Linked DNA regions of Ovis aries: region 2 is linked to region 1. Evidence: chromatin contacts called from public Hi-C data. All regions are on one chromosome and are shown on one strand. The core of a region is the stretch at or near the end of the contact, and the rest is flanking DNA. Distances in the headings are between cores, read along the strand shown. Region 1 holds the start of TPRG1L (tumor protein p63 regulated 1 like). Region 2 holds the start of ARHGEF16 (Rho guanine nucleotide exchange factor 16).

Region 1 (7,112 bases), core at 1,453-3,952:
GGCCAAGGTCTGTCACTCCCGGAGTCCTGGTGGCCGCCTCTCCTGGCAAGAGACTCACGTGCCGCATCTAGAAGCCGATCTTGCCTCTGGTCATGGAGTAGCCCAGCTTGGCCTCGTTATTGATGAAGGACATGAGCCCCACGTAGGTCTCAATGAGGAGTGGACACTCCAGGACCAGCACTCCGCCCTCCTGGCCTGGCAAAGGATTCTCCTTCTGGGCTTTCTTGACAGCTTGGATTAACAGAGCCTTGAAACCATCCAGCTGCAAAGAGAGAAAACATGGAGTCTGAGCAGATGATCTGCACGAGGTCCCCTACCCCTGGACAAGAGGCCTTCCCAGCCACACCCAGAAGCCCATGGGCTCAACTCCTGGGTGTGGCTCTCACCTCTGGGCTCACCTGTGACAGACAACAGCTAGTCCTCACAGACCTCCCTCTTCCGTGGCATTTTGCCACGGTGACCCACCTGGTCCTCCCCACCACCCACCAGGCAGACAGCAAGCCAAGGCACGCAGCTGGAAGTGGGGGGCCTGTCCCCAGTCCCAGACCCCATGCCCATCAACCCCAGGCCTCCTCTCCTGCTGAGCGCGCAGCTTGCCCAGCTCTAGCAGGGGCCAGGGTCGGCTGCCACACCCCAAAGCCCTTCTGGGCCCTTCTCCAAAATGACCACAGCCATCAGGGCCACATCACAGCACCACACTGACCAGTACCCACTTACCACACAGGGCTATCTAAACATAACTAAAGTTTTTAAAAATTTAAAGGTTTATTTTCTCAGTTTAGCCACCGCTCAAGTGCTTAGCAGCCCCACGTGGCCACCGTTACTGAGCAGAGCAGGCCTGGAAGGTGCCTGTCCCCGCTGGGCAGTGCTACTGCTGCCGTCCGTGTCCTTACTTGGCACAGAGAGGCTGTCTTCTCATCCACACCGGCCATCGGGTGTTCTATGAACGTGGTGTATGGCACACTGGTGGACCACGGGTTCCATCTGCTGATGAAGGATGGGCGGCTCTGCTTGTCCCACTGGATGCGAATACCAAAGCCTTCTCGCCTGCAGGGTCAGAAGACAGGGACCAGACTTCACAGGCAGGCCTGTGCCCCAGAGCACCTGCTTGGTGCTGGGTGTGGGAACAAAAAGCGGTCCCACCAGTGAAGACGAGACTGATGATGGCCATTTCACAATAGCCATGGGTCTGGACAGGAATGTAATGTCTAATAATCACAGCTCTTAGCACTTTAAGACAGGACAAACTGAGTACACTTAGTTAAGCTAATCTTTACACGGTTAATAAACTTTAACATGTAGTGCTCTAACTAAACAAATAATACTTTTCCAACTTCAAATCCTTTTTTCCAGAATATTTTATTGTTGTTTAGAATTTTGAACTTATCTTCCTGAATTTCCTACCCAAATCTCCACATCAAAACCCTAAAATTTACCGTTTAATTCAACTGAGTATATTCATGTCTAGGTTTCTCATAATTCAGAAAGCTCCCTAACAGTTGAAGATCAGCTCTTGAAAGTTGGCCATTAAACATTCCAAATTTAATCTTCAATAATATCTATAAACCAAAGCGATGTGCTACCTTTTTCTTTTAAAAATTAACCACAACAGGGTTTGACATGACAGCTGCCAATCCTTTCTTGGCAGGGATAAAGTGCTGAGTTCACTCTTATCTGAAAAATACCTGTGTCAGGCCTATGTTAACGTACCCTGAATTCATTTACTACCAGCCTAATAGCTGTCTCTTGAGCCAAAATGCCTTTTAATGCACCCTGCTGAGCAGAAGTCACCCGGGTCTATTCTAAACTCTACTGATATTAAAGCAAGACGTCCACTGGGGGCTGGTTTTGGAAGGGTTGTTTGAAGACTTACTTGTTGAGCGACTTCGGGGGAAATTGGAATTCTCCGTAGGAGATGGTATCCACCGCGTTTAAGGCGACCCTGACCACCTGCTGGCACTGCAGGCTGATGAAGTCGTATTTGCAGATGAGGAGCGCCTGGTCGGTGATGAGCACCAGCCGCTCCTTTTCGTTGTTCCAGTGATCAACCCTACGGGCGGCAGCGGTCACTCGGCCCTGCGGCGCGCACAAGTGCCCGGGCCCCTCCCCAGGGCGCGCCCCCTTACTCGGTCAGCAGCCACACCCCCTGGATGTCTCCGTCCTCCACGGGCCGGACCACTACGCGGATCTCCTCCACCGCCTGCTCGATGGTGCCGGGCTGCGCGGAGCGGGCGGAGCCGGGGCGGAGGTCGCCACAGGTCCCGCCCGCCCGCCTGCCCCGCCCCGCCCCGCCCCCGGCCCCACAGGCTCACGCCCGCTCGCCCGCCCCGCCCCGCCCCCGGCCCCACAGGCCCACGCGTTCTCCCGCCCCCGCCCCCACCCCCAGCCTCACCCGGAACACGAAATACTCCTTGACGCGGGCGCGGCGCGTGGGGTCGTGGACGCTGAGCGGCCACAGCGTCTGTCGCAGCGGCGTGCCCGCCCCCGGACGCCCCCCGCCACCGCCGCCGCCGCCACTACCCGGCCCGACCTCCTCGCCGGCGGCCAGCAGCGCCGTGGGGCTCGTGCCCGCCGAGTCCACCGAGTCCCGCAGCTGCAGCATCACCGCGCCCGCAGCCGAGCGAACCCGGACCGGCCCGACGCGGCCGCAATAGCAGCCGCCGCCGCTGCTGCCGCCTCCACCTCCACCTACGCCAGACCCTCGGCCCCGCCCCAGGGCCCGCTCCGCACCGCGGCCCGCCGCGATTGGCTCCGCTTCGCCAGTCCCGCCTCAGTCTCGAGTCCCTCCCGCCCGCTCCGGGACTGACGATTGGCTCTTCCCTCAGATTTCTTCCACGATTGGTCCTGCTGGTCGCCGTTCACAATCGCTCCCGCCCCTCACTGCGCCGGAAGCGCACCCCGCGCTCACGCCCACTTCCTGTTTACGCTACCGGGAAAGGGCGGGGGCCTAGGCCGGTTGCCAAGGCGACGCGGGGGGCCGGCGAGGAGAGGGTAGTCAGGTCCTTACCGCACCCGGTCGACGCTTCTCTATTCATGTTCGACTGAAGTGCAGCGGACCTCCGGGGAGGGACTCCGGTCCTTGCCCAGAGTGACGGCCCCTGGACGCGCCCCCCGCTAGAGCTGATAACTTCTCTGGACGCGCCTTACGCCCTGGACGACCGCCCCCTGGATGCGGACCCCTGATGGGGAAGACCGCTTCCCTGGTCACACCTCCTGCCCGGGGTGACTGCCGCCTGGACGCGCCCCCGCCCGTGGTGACCATCCCCTGGATTAGTTCTGCCCCTCTCAGGGGTCCGCATTGCACAGCAGGGGGAGCGCGGGCTTCGGGGACTGAAGGAGAGGAGGCCGGCGGAGCAGAGCCCCTTCCTGAGCGCCTCCGTCTTTCTGACCGCGGGTTCAGGGATGCGGCAGCGTGGACATGGCCCCCAGCTCTGTGTTAAATGCAGGCGTGCTCCCGGCGGCCTGGGAAGCAGAGCTCCGACCCTGCACCACGGAAGGGAACAATGTGGAGGCACCGGGCGTCGTCACTCCATTTAGGGCCGAACCAGGGTTCATTGCTGTCGCTCTGCGCTTGTCCTCCCGAGAGTTAGATGTGTTCTTGCCCTGATTGATCTTGCCTGCGGCTAGCGGCACCCTGGGCATCCGCAGTCCCTGCCAGGTACCTCAGCTCCCCGGTCTTGGCGCCTACAAGCGCCAAGGCAACCTCATCTACATCCACCTTGCCCCTTAGTCTTGGAAACCCAAGGGCTGCAGCCTTGACAGTTTACAGCAGCTCCTGTGATCCTGACCTGGTTGGTCATTTTGTCCTTCCACTGCCTGTAGTCACAGTTCCAGCTACTCCCCCCACCCCCAAAGGCTTCTTGCCTCAGTCCTGCTGTGTCCATCCTCTGATATCGGGGTTTAGCGCCCCCTCCCAAGGAGGCGCTGCCATTAACTACATTCACTGCTAGTTCTTTGCGGTGTCATCCAGTCACCTACTGTGCGTGTGTCCTGTGTATAATTCACTTGTGTTTGTTAGGTCATCCTCTGTGTGTGTGTGTGTGTGTGTGTGTGTGTGTGTGCTCGTGTGCACATGCGCATATCCTATTAGGAAATTTCAAGAAACCAGCCCTTGGCATATGACTGCGCTTTGGGGTTTATAACCCCCCAATTCACAATCCTTTGAATTTCACAAGAGCCCGGGGAGGTAACCCCTCTCTTGTACATGTGCTGCAGCTGGAGAAGTGGAGAGTGCCGCTCAGGAGCCCTGGGGCTGCATAGCTGGCATAGCTGGTCGGCCATGGCTCTCCTGCCTCTGCAGACTCAGGTGCACTCCTGGGCTTTCGTGGAGGATTCCGGGGCGGCTGGCCTGCCTTCTCAGGGCGTCTCTGGAGGTTAAGGGGAGTCGCCGAGCTGTACACACAGCAGGTCCTTGGCAGCCCCTCACCACTCTACCTGGACATCGTCATCCACAGAAACAGGAGGGATGAAAATATCACAGATGCTGAATTATTAACAGCTTTGGTACTTCACTTCCTGGGAAGACCAAGGGTTCAGAGAGGGCTGAGTGTACAGAGACAGGAAAGGGCTTCTAGCCCCGCCAGCCTGCTGAGATGGTATAGGGACAGCCACTGCTGCCCCTGGGGGACCAGGGGCCGTGTCATACCCAGTGGGAGGTAGCTGCTTTCTCTGGCAGCCAGAGCCTCCAGCTGAGTCTGTTATGCTGGTCCCTGCAGGGTGGGCCTGAATCAGGCCCCAGAGGGTCAGCCTGAGCTGTTAGGCTTAGGAGACCTGCTGGCGCCTCTCCTGAGTCCCCTCAGTACGGGGGCTCAGCAATGGCAGCTGGGCAAGTGGCCTCATAGGAACTTGGATCCCGGCTCCCTCAAGCCCTGTCTGCCTCAGTCTCCTTTTTTTAACTGAGCGGAGATAATGACAGTTCCCGCTTCCTGTGGCTGTTGGGAGAAGTCTGTGAGTGAGGACCTGGGACTCAGTGCCCTGCCAGACCTGGAGCCAGCTCAGTGCTAAGCATGTTCATGCTGTTCGCTGAGCCACGGCTGGGGGCCTCCTGTGCTGCAGATATCGTCTTTGCTCCGCCCACACGTGCACGTCCCATTCAACCGAGGAGAAAACAGTCCCAGAGAGGCTATCACTTTGCGAAGGTCACACAGAGCCCTGGAGTGCAGGGCCTGTGTCCCCGCCCCCGCACTGGTGGCACATGAGAACAGGCAGAGGAGACCCGTCCTCCACTGGATTCACCAGGAGTCCATGTATGCTCACGCACCCTCAGACACAATGACCAGGGAGACATGGTCGAGTGCTGATGGCATCACTTTACAATGACCTTGATCAGGGTCGACTCAGCCAAGGAAGGAGGGATGAGAAGGGGCCGTGGTTTAAAGGATGAGGCTGAAGGTGAGGAGAGGGGAGGTAAGAGGGGACAGCAGTGATGCTGGCAGGCAGCAGCAGTGTGCTGGGCGGAACCTAGAGCCCAGGGGTCTGGGTCTAGCTAGAGTAGGAGGGCTGCACCTGCTCAGGGATAGATGGAGAGAGCTGAGGGTGGACAAGTGGTGGGGTGCTGATGCAGTGGGGGAGGGGCATGGAGCGGTTCTGGGACATCTGCTTTCTTCAGTGGCGAGAGAGGAGTTGCTTCAGGTGGGCATAGGGACCACCAGGCTGCCTGCCGGGAGTCCTCAGGCAGGTTCTCAGTGGAGCCTTCCACCCAGCAGCTGGTGGGAGTGGGAGAAGCCAGTAGCTGGACTGGGATTTGCTGGGCAGCTGTGGCCGAAGACAAGGGGAAAAGGGAGGACGAGCTCCTATAAGTGAGTATTTGCCAAGGCCCGTGAGGGGTCAGTTGGCAGCTGACAGGCTAAGCTGCCAAGATTTCAGGGATGCTGTGGAAGACAGGTGACCCACGGGTCAGAGACGATGGACTGTTATCCACAGGGAAGCCACGTCCAGGGTGTCAGCATGGTGCATGTGCCCCGAGTCCTAGCTCCTATGGGATGCTGCCATGGGGCCGCGTCATTGCAGAGAAACTGGCGCCTGTGAGCAAGCCTGTTCTTTCCCCTCAGGGCTGCTCTGTGACCAGCGGCCCCAGGCAGGGCGGTCAGGGCCTGCCGCTTGCTCCTTGCGCCCCCTGCAGGATGTGTAGGAGAATTTCCCAGCAAGGTCAATGGAGGGGACCTTGAGTCTAGTTCTGGTCTGAGGGAGGCGTCAGCAGATCTAATAGGGACTGGTGACTGGGAGGAGGTTATTGAGAGAATGGGACCACTGTGGACTCTCAAGCTGGACCCAGGCAATCGGAGTGTTGACGAAAATAATCATTGAGCTATCTAACATAGGAACAGAAAAGAGCCAAACTGTAGCCCGGAAGACTGCCTGTCAGATCACTCAGAGGAACTGCTCCGGAGAAGCAGGATTTTCAGCACAGTTTTCTGTCTTGTCAGAACAGAGAACATCAAATGATTCAGGGAGACATTCCTTCAAGGTTTCAAAAAACAGACTGGCACGCACGCAGGGGCTTCAGTGTGGCCTTGGCAACTGGGAAGGGAGTCTTATTGTGGAGGGAGTAACCAGCATTGGTGTCCCATGAGGGGAGGTGTTTAATCTTCATTTTTAACATGGGTAGTCTTTACTTCTGGTCAATGTTCCCTTTAATAATTAAAGTGAAAGTGAAGTCGCTCATTCATGTCCGACTCTTTGCGGACCCCATGGACTGTAGCCTACCAGGCTCCTCTGTCCATGGGATTTTCCAGGCAAGAGTACTGGAGTGGATTGCCATTTCCTTCTCCAGGGGATCTTCCCGACCCAGGGATTAAACCCGGGTCTCCTGCATTGTAGACAGACGCTTTACCATCTGAGCCACCAGGGATTAAAGCAGACAGGAATTCCCTGGTGGCTCAGTGGTAAAGAACCCACCTGCCAATGCAAGGGACTCGGGTTTGATCCCTGGTCCAGGAAGACCTCACGTGCCACAGAGCAGCTAAGCCCATGCACCATGACTACTGAGCCTGTGCTCTGGAGCCTGGGAACCGCAACGACTGAAGCCCGCACTCTTTAGAGCCTGTGCTCTGCAACAAGAGAAGCCGCTGCAATGAGAAGCAGCACACCCAACTAGAGAGAAGCCCCTGCTC
Region 2 (7,112 bases), core at 1,777-4,276, 140 kb after region 1:
TGTGTAAGGGCCTTCCCTGGTGGCTCAGACTATAAAGAATCTGCCTGTGATGCAGGAGACCTGGGTTCGAAACCTGGATTGGGAAGATCCCCTGGAGAACGAAATGGCAACCCACTCTAGTATTCTCGCCTGGGGAATCCCATGGACAGAGGAGCCCGGCAGGCTATAATCCATGTGGTTGCAAAGAGCTGGACACGACTGAGCGACCAGTACTTTTATTTCACAGCCTCCCTGTGTCCCCAGTGCACATGCAGAGCTGGGTAAGGGGCACGTGGGGCTCGGTCGGGAGGAGGGGGCTGGGACGGTAAAGGTGGAGGTAGAGACATCTCCGGCAGCCTCAGGTGACCTGACTCAGCCTGTCCAGTCCTAAGCTGTACTTGGCCTTGTCCTGACTCCTTGCAGCCCAGCACCCGTGTTCTTCCTGAAAGATGGGCTTCCTGGACCCCAGGAGGCTCTGTGCCATCCTGTGGGCTGCCCTGAAGAAGCACAGCCTTCCTGCCTGGCCTGGGGCTCTGATCACCGAGCTCTCACAGTCACCAGGATCCACACGGCACCGACTGTGGGACCTGCCACTCCTCGGGTGAGGTCACCATGGCACCTCCATCCATGGGGCATCTCTTCCTCTAGGTCTGGCTGATGAGACCCTGCCTGGGGGGGAGGGCAGGACTCGGCCTCCCCAGCACCATTCACATGACCTCATCTTTGCTCAGATAAACTTGACCCACCATGATGGCCTTGTGCTCAGGTAATTCTGCCTGGCCAGGCTGGAGACTGGGAGTCACACAGAATCCAGGGCAGGACTGGGCTTCATAAACCACACAGCACACAGGTCTGTCTGAAAGGCAGCTGGGACAGATGGGGGCTCTTGCAGGTAGAGCCCCAGGGACGCTGCTCAGTACCCTACAGGGCACAGGACCACCACGACAAGGAATCATCTGGAAAAACTGTCTGCAGTGATGAGGCAGAGAAACCTTGCCTCAGCTAACTGGAGATTCACCCACCTCCATGGGGGCTGGAAGATGCTCCTGGCTGCCCTTGGCCTGGCAGTGGGAGCGGGTGGTGGGCCTCGTGCACCTATGACACCTCAGAAACCACCCTTCTGGCTCAGTTGGCCAATGGCTCCCATCCTGTCTCTAAATACAGCCACCCCGAAAACCCTGTCCCTGTGACAGGCTTGGCTGGCACAGACACTGTTTCCTCTGAGGAGCCCCGGATAAGAAATCAGAGCCCTGACTTGGACAGCCTAGACAGGTGACTTCCAAATACTTCACACCCCCAGTGTCTCGCCCCTCACTGATCTTCTGGAAGGCGGATATTTCCCTGCTCTGCCAGGCAAGGAAACCAGGTGCAGAGGGAATGTGACCTGCTGGGGTCAGGCTGCCGGTCAGCGGAGAGCTGGGCGAGGAGCCAGGCCCCGTCCTGACCTAGATCCTCGCTGCCCCAGTGGGACGCCTGGGTGAGCAGTGACTCTCCCTGGAAATAAAGACGCTGATACAGGTGGTCAGTGGCTTTGGGCAAGGCAACTGCCACAGGCAAAGGAGACAAGCAGCTGAGATCCATTCAGAAACTGAAACTAAAATTCCGGGACCCAGACGTGGTGAGTGCCATGCCCAACAGGTCACGCACAGACAGGCGTCTCAGGGGCAAGCCATGTCACGCCACCTCACCTCTGCACCTGGTTTCCTCCCGTGTAGGTGAAGAGAATCTCCGTGTAGGGTCAGAGACAATCCCCCGCCTCCCTGAGCCCCCGGGGAATCAGAGCCCTTGGGGAACTGGCATGCTCCGTCCCCCACACATTCCTCTCTCCTAGGTGCTCAGGTAAGAGGGGTTAAGGGGAGGGGCCTCTGCCAGCTTGCCACTCCCCCCTGCAAGTGCCAGGGAGGACCCAGGGAAGCCCTGGGTAGTGCTCAAGATGTGATGCTGGCTTCTACAGCCTATGGGCATCGTCAGGGCAGCGACTAAAAGAGGAGCCAGCTTCGGCTGAGTCAGCACCTAACTGCTCCCCTTTCACAGACAGGAAACTGAGGCCAGAGGGCTTAACTAACTTAGGTCACACAGAGCTAAGATTTGGACCTGGAGCCCTTATGTCCAAGCACTAGTCAATGGGGGTGCAGGGTAGACAGGTTGGCCTGACAAGCACCCCCTGAGGCCCCACACCAAGAGGTACAGACTGTTCACCCTCAGGTCGGATGTGGAGTTACCCCCACCACCAACATGGCCCCTGTTGAGCTGAGGTTCAGCTCAATCTCAAAACAGATCCTTGTTTCCGGGATGCAGAAACAGAGGTTGGGCAGCGAGGACAGGGGTCTTGGGATCAGTGGGACCCACAGCTCCAGGAGCCTGAGCTCACCCTCCTTAGACAAGAATGAGCAGGTCCCCTCCATCTGCCCACCAGGGTGGGGTGGAGTCCTCATTCTTGGGGCTGCTACACTTGGTACCAGAGAGGGTTTGGGCAACAGATTCTCCAGAGTTGTTGGGAGAGTCGTTTGCTCCCTCCCTCCACTTGCTTTCAAAGGTCCCAGGGGCTTCCTACGGATCTCTCAGCCCTGATGCCCCAATGGGCTGCAGGGTTCCCCTCCACGGGGAGGAGTGTCCCCTAGGGCTTAGAGGAGAAAAGGAAGCGGGCAGCTGGGACGCTTGAAGCCCAGGAGTGGGGTCAGGGACTCTAGGTCCAGGGAGGCTTGGTCCCCTCCCCCTGCCTTCGCTGGGCAGCCACTGCGGAGGGAGGGAGCCGCAAATGTCGCGGCCCCCGGGGCGGGGCTTTCCGGAAAAGCGAAGGAGAGGAAAGGGGCCAGCCCCCTCCCAAAGGCTCACCCCCTGCCTCCAACTTCGCTCACCCGTCCCTTCCCCGGCTCACCTGTCTCCCAGGCTCACTTGTTTCCCCCTCTCACCTGGACCCAGGCTTACCTGCGCTGCGGGGCGGAGGACGGAGCTACGAGAGCGTCAGCCGGTACAGCCTCCGGGCTCCGCGCCCCAGCGGGCAGCAGCTCCCGGCCCGGCGCTCTGTCCGGCCGCTCGGTCCCTCCCCGTCCCCGCCCCCACACTTCCTGTGCGGCCCAGCGGGAGGCGGCCCTCCGGCCCCGCCAGGTGGGTGGCCAGGTGGGGCGGGGCGCGCGCCCGGCGGCTCCGGCTCCGAGCGCCGGCGGTGGGAGGGGCCGGCGGGGTGCGCCCCAGGTACCTGGCCGCGCTGCCTGCGTCACTGTCCCCACCTGGCCGGCGGGAGCCCACGTGACTCGCAGCCGAGCGGGTTCGCACCTCTGAGTCCAGTCTGGAATCTCCCGCCGGAGGCCAGCGCCGCTCTGGGACCGCCCCCAACGTCGCAGCCCCCACGCCCACTCCCTCGGGCTGGGCTTCGCCTGCTTGGGAGCGGCCAGGGCTACGCAGGTTCCGCAGTGCGACTCTGAATTTCTTCTTACTGGCCCGGCTGGGCTGCCCCCTCCTCCAGGAAGCCCTCCTGGAAGCCGACCAGCTCTGTGGGGAATCTAAGGTTTGCAAGGCCTCCCCTGCTGCAGAAATGACCCCACCTTCTGGATTCTTTGCAGAATGGCGGCCAGAGGGCGGCCCTGGAGCGTTCAGAGCACTCCCTTGTCCTTCACGGCATTCATTGGCATCATCCCCACCTGGCAGATCAGGTCACTGAGGCCTGGAAAGTCAGATCTTGTTAGCCTGCATGAAGCTCAGTCTGGGTTCCAAGCCCGACCTTTCCAGGCCTTGTTCAGGGTGAGTCCCCTGGGCAGAGGCTGCAACAGTCCCTTAGATGGAGTTTCAAGAATCTGGCTTCCTGGTGCTGCAGGAGGTGCGGGAGGCTGGGACAGGTGTGCTGGGACAGAGCTTGAACTGACCTGCCTGTCTGCCAGGCAGGGGCCACACCTCCCCCCCTCCATTCTACCTGCCCTGTGTCACCCACCACCCCAAAACCCCAGCTTCACACCAACCCAGGGCGGCAATAGCAGAGCCCGCTCTCAGCATACTCAGGGACTGCCTGTGGCTTCCTCCCATCTGTGTGCGTTGGGTGAGGGCTAATGGCTTACCTCTGTGGGCAGAGTCCTTCGCCCTTCGGCCACCTGGGTGGACAGACTGCTTCCAGGCAGCTCTTGGGAAAGTTGGGCACGTGCTTCCCTCCAGAGGTCATTTTGGGTACTACACCACAAGGCCCAGAAGGCAGAAGTGAGCAGTTGGAGGAGTCCTGGAGGGTCTTGGCCGATGGGGAGAGCCAGGCCTGGAGGGTTCCTGACCCCTACACGACGCTTTCCTTTAAAACCTTCTTTCAGAACTCGGCTCGGTCATTTCATGGTTCATCCTCCCACCTGAGGCTGGCCTCTGGCTGGCTGAGCGTGTGGTTGGGGACGAGGGACCAGGATCAGATGGCTTGCCTATCTGGGCCTCTGCTGTAAAGCAGAGATTAGATGATGGCACATGAAATAACCCAGCATCCATGCCCAGGGCTGATGGCTGGAAAGAAACAGCTTGAGGGTCTTGTGACGGGCGTGGGGAGAAGGACCCGGGGCTGACCGCACAGCCCTCTTCCTCTGCTCATCTGCCTGTGGGGGTGAGTCTCTGGAACTCTCCCACCCTGTGGCTGGGACCCAGGGTGTGCGGGGCCGGGTCAGCCCAGAGCAGACGGCCCTTTCAGCGGCGCCCAGGCTTTTTTCCCGCCCCGGGCTTCCAGGCCGGCTGTTCCCTGCCCTGAGAGCTGAATGCAGCATTGATGTACCCCCTATGTGAAAAATGGGTCTTTGCAGGTGTGATTGAGACAGGAGCCTACCTGATTAGGCCCCAAATCTGATAAGAAGAGGAGAACTGGATACTCAGACAGAAGGGAGGGGTCCGGTGTGGATGGAGACGTAGGTTGGAGTCGTGTGTCTGCGGGTCGAGGATGCTGAGAAGTTGGAAGAGGTGGGAAGGAACCCCTCCTAGAGACTGCCCTCACCTTGATCTCAAACAGAGCTGGGAGAGGATGTGTCTCCGTTGTTTTGTGGTCATTCATTGCAGTGGCCCAGGAAGATGACCAGCCTCTCTCATCTCGTCTCTGCCTCTGACGAGCATCCTACTTGGCTAACCTGTTTCTGTCTTCCTGCTGGCATGCAGGCTTCCCGGGGTGGGGGGGTGGTCTGCCCATAGAGGGCAGCCTGCACCCTGCTCCTGTGTGTCGGGGTGCCTCTGTGCCTGGCCTCAGGGCATCGTTCAGCAGGCCAGGAGGAGACGGGGCAGCACAGATTAGACGGAGCTCACCCCACATGTCTGGGCCTCACCAGCCTGGGGACATTTTCAGCCTTGAGAATTGACAGGAAGAGGCCTTGTGAAGGCGGCTCTTGTGTGGCCCTGGGGTTTTCTCCCTCCCCATCCCCCATGAGAACCTTAGAGGGGACACCACTGGCTGTCACAGGCTCAGGGCCTTAGCTCTGTGCCAGCGTCCTGGGGGCGGAACCTGCATACTGATGGTCACCCCTGGAAAGTAAGATGTGGGTCAGCTGCATGCCCAGCTTGCCCAGCACTCACAAAATGAGGGGTTTCCCGAACCTCTGGGATCATCAACCCCATGGCTCTCGGGATTTCCTACAAAGAAGTCAATGCCTGCTGTCTGACGGAGTCCCTTTCCTATGGCTCCAGGGTGTCCTGTGCTCCAGGGTGTCCTGTGCTCCAGGGTGTCCTGTGCTCCAGGAGGTCTTGCTCGAGTCTTCCAAACTTTTGCTCAGTTGCAGGGCCACAGCCCAGAGAGGCAGTGTCCTGAGGCCAGCAGCCCCCCAGGAGGCCTTTTGGTTTGACCATCCTGGGTGCTGAGGGCGAAAGGGGCAGTGCCCGCTCTCTCCCTACCTCCCTAGCCGCAGGGAAGGTGGGGGCTGGAGGACAGGGCACAGTAGGTCTCCTTTCTTCTCTGGGCCTGGCATCCAGCTGACCCACCACTCACTGCAGTGTCCCTCCCCTCGGGTGCCTGGTCCAGCCTGCGGGCAGCTGGGAAAGGTCTCATTGACCTTGGGTACTGGGGCAGCTGTGAGTGGGCCTGAGGACAGAGGCTCTTCTGTGTTGGTTGACTGGAGGCCCAGTCTGGGTGGGGTCCACAGATGGACACAGGGGCGGTGCAGGGGCCGGGCTGCTGGGCAGGGCCTGGCTCCCTCTTTGGTCCATAGGGGTGGCCTTGCTGAGCAGGAGGCTCAGTTCAGGGAGCACACGGTCACTCTGTCTTGTGGCCCAGCTAACAATTGGGCCTCCTGTTAAGGTAGCAAGTGGTTGTTACCTCCTATTAAATGCCTACTGTGTACCAGGCTTCCTGTATCACCTTCTGGAATTCTTACAGAAACTCCCTAAGGTGTCAATGTCTCCCATTTCATCCAGAGGTCAAGTGTCTGTGCTTTATTACCTGGCTAGTGAGTGACCTGGCCAAGAGGAGAGCTCAGGCTTATCTGAGTGCAAAGCCCAGGCCCCCTCTCATAATTAGGGACTATTTAAGGTTTCCAAAGAGGTAAGGCATTTTAAAAATGCACTTATCTGCTCCAATTGAGAACTCAAAGCATTACAGACATTCCTGCTGTGATGATGCAGCTCCCACTGTAATCAATAGAAAACTGGGCAAAAAGAAGAAGCAACTGTTGTAGTCGTCAACAACAGGTAGCAGGGCTTAGTGGTAAAGAATCTGTCTGCCAGTGCAGGAGACGCAGGAGTCACTGGTTCAGTCTCTGGGTGGGGAAGATCCCCTGGAGGATGGCATGGGAACCCACTCCAGTACTCTTTCCTGGAGAATCCCACGGGCAGAGGAGCCTGGCGTGCTACAGTCCATACGATTGCAAAGAGCTGGACTCAGCTGAAGTGACTGAGCACACAATGTGGCCGAGAACAGTGGGGGTCGGGGGAGGACCCAGTGAGGTGAGCCCCACACCTGCCCAACTTTCTTCTGAGAGGCAGGACAAAGCAGAACACAGTGGCTTCACTGAGCTAGCCGAGGCAGGCAGAGATGGGGTCAGGGAGGATGAGGGGAATGGGCCTTGCAGGCAGAGCCTCAGAGGGAAGGCAGCAGTGCAGAAAAGGATTTTGAGAAGCCCCCGGGGCCAGCCTGAGTCTGGTCAAATGCTCTGCTCTGTGTGCAGAATGAGATCCTGGAAGCTGAGCAGAGAATA

The links. A called contact is a pair of places that touch in the nucleus more often than the background predicts.
Region 2: a contact with region 1 is called in a Hi-C map of hypothalamus, with 3 times the contacts expected there. The contact joins the promoter of ARHGEF16 here to the promoter of TPRG1L in region 1. A contact is called at or near these places in 3 of 16 Hi-C or Micro-C datasets (hypothalamus, liver and tail adipose tissue).

What each region holds. Positions count from the first base shown.
Region 1 is chr12:48,806,232-48,813,343 of ARS-UI_Ramb_v3.0, forward strand. It overlaps TPRG1L (tumor protein p63 regulated 1 like), which reads right to left and starts at 2,703. Exons shown (of 5, transcript XM_015099263.4): 1 at 2,393-2,703; 2 at 2,127-2,218; 3 at 1,874-2,050; 4 at 894-1,047; 5 at 1-262. The coding sequence starts at 2,602. The coding sequence ends at 68.
Region 2 is chr12:48,950,032-48,957,143 of ARS-UI_Ramb_v3.0, forward strand. ARHGEF16 (Rho guanine nucleotide exchange factor 16) reads right to left here and starts at 3,027. Exons shown (of 15, transcript XM_027975735.2): 1 at 2,908-3,027.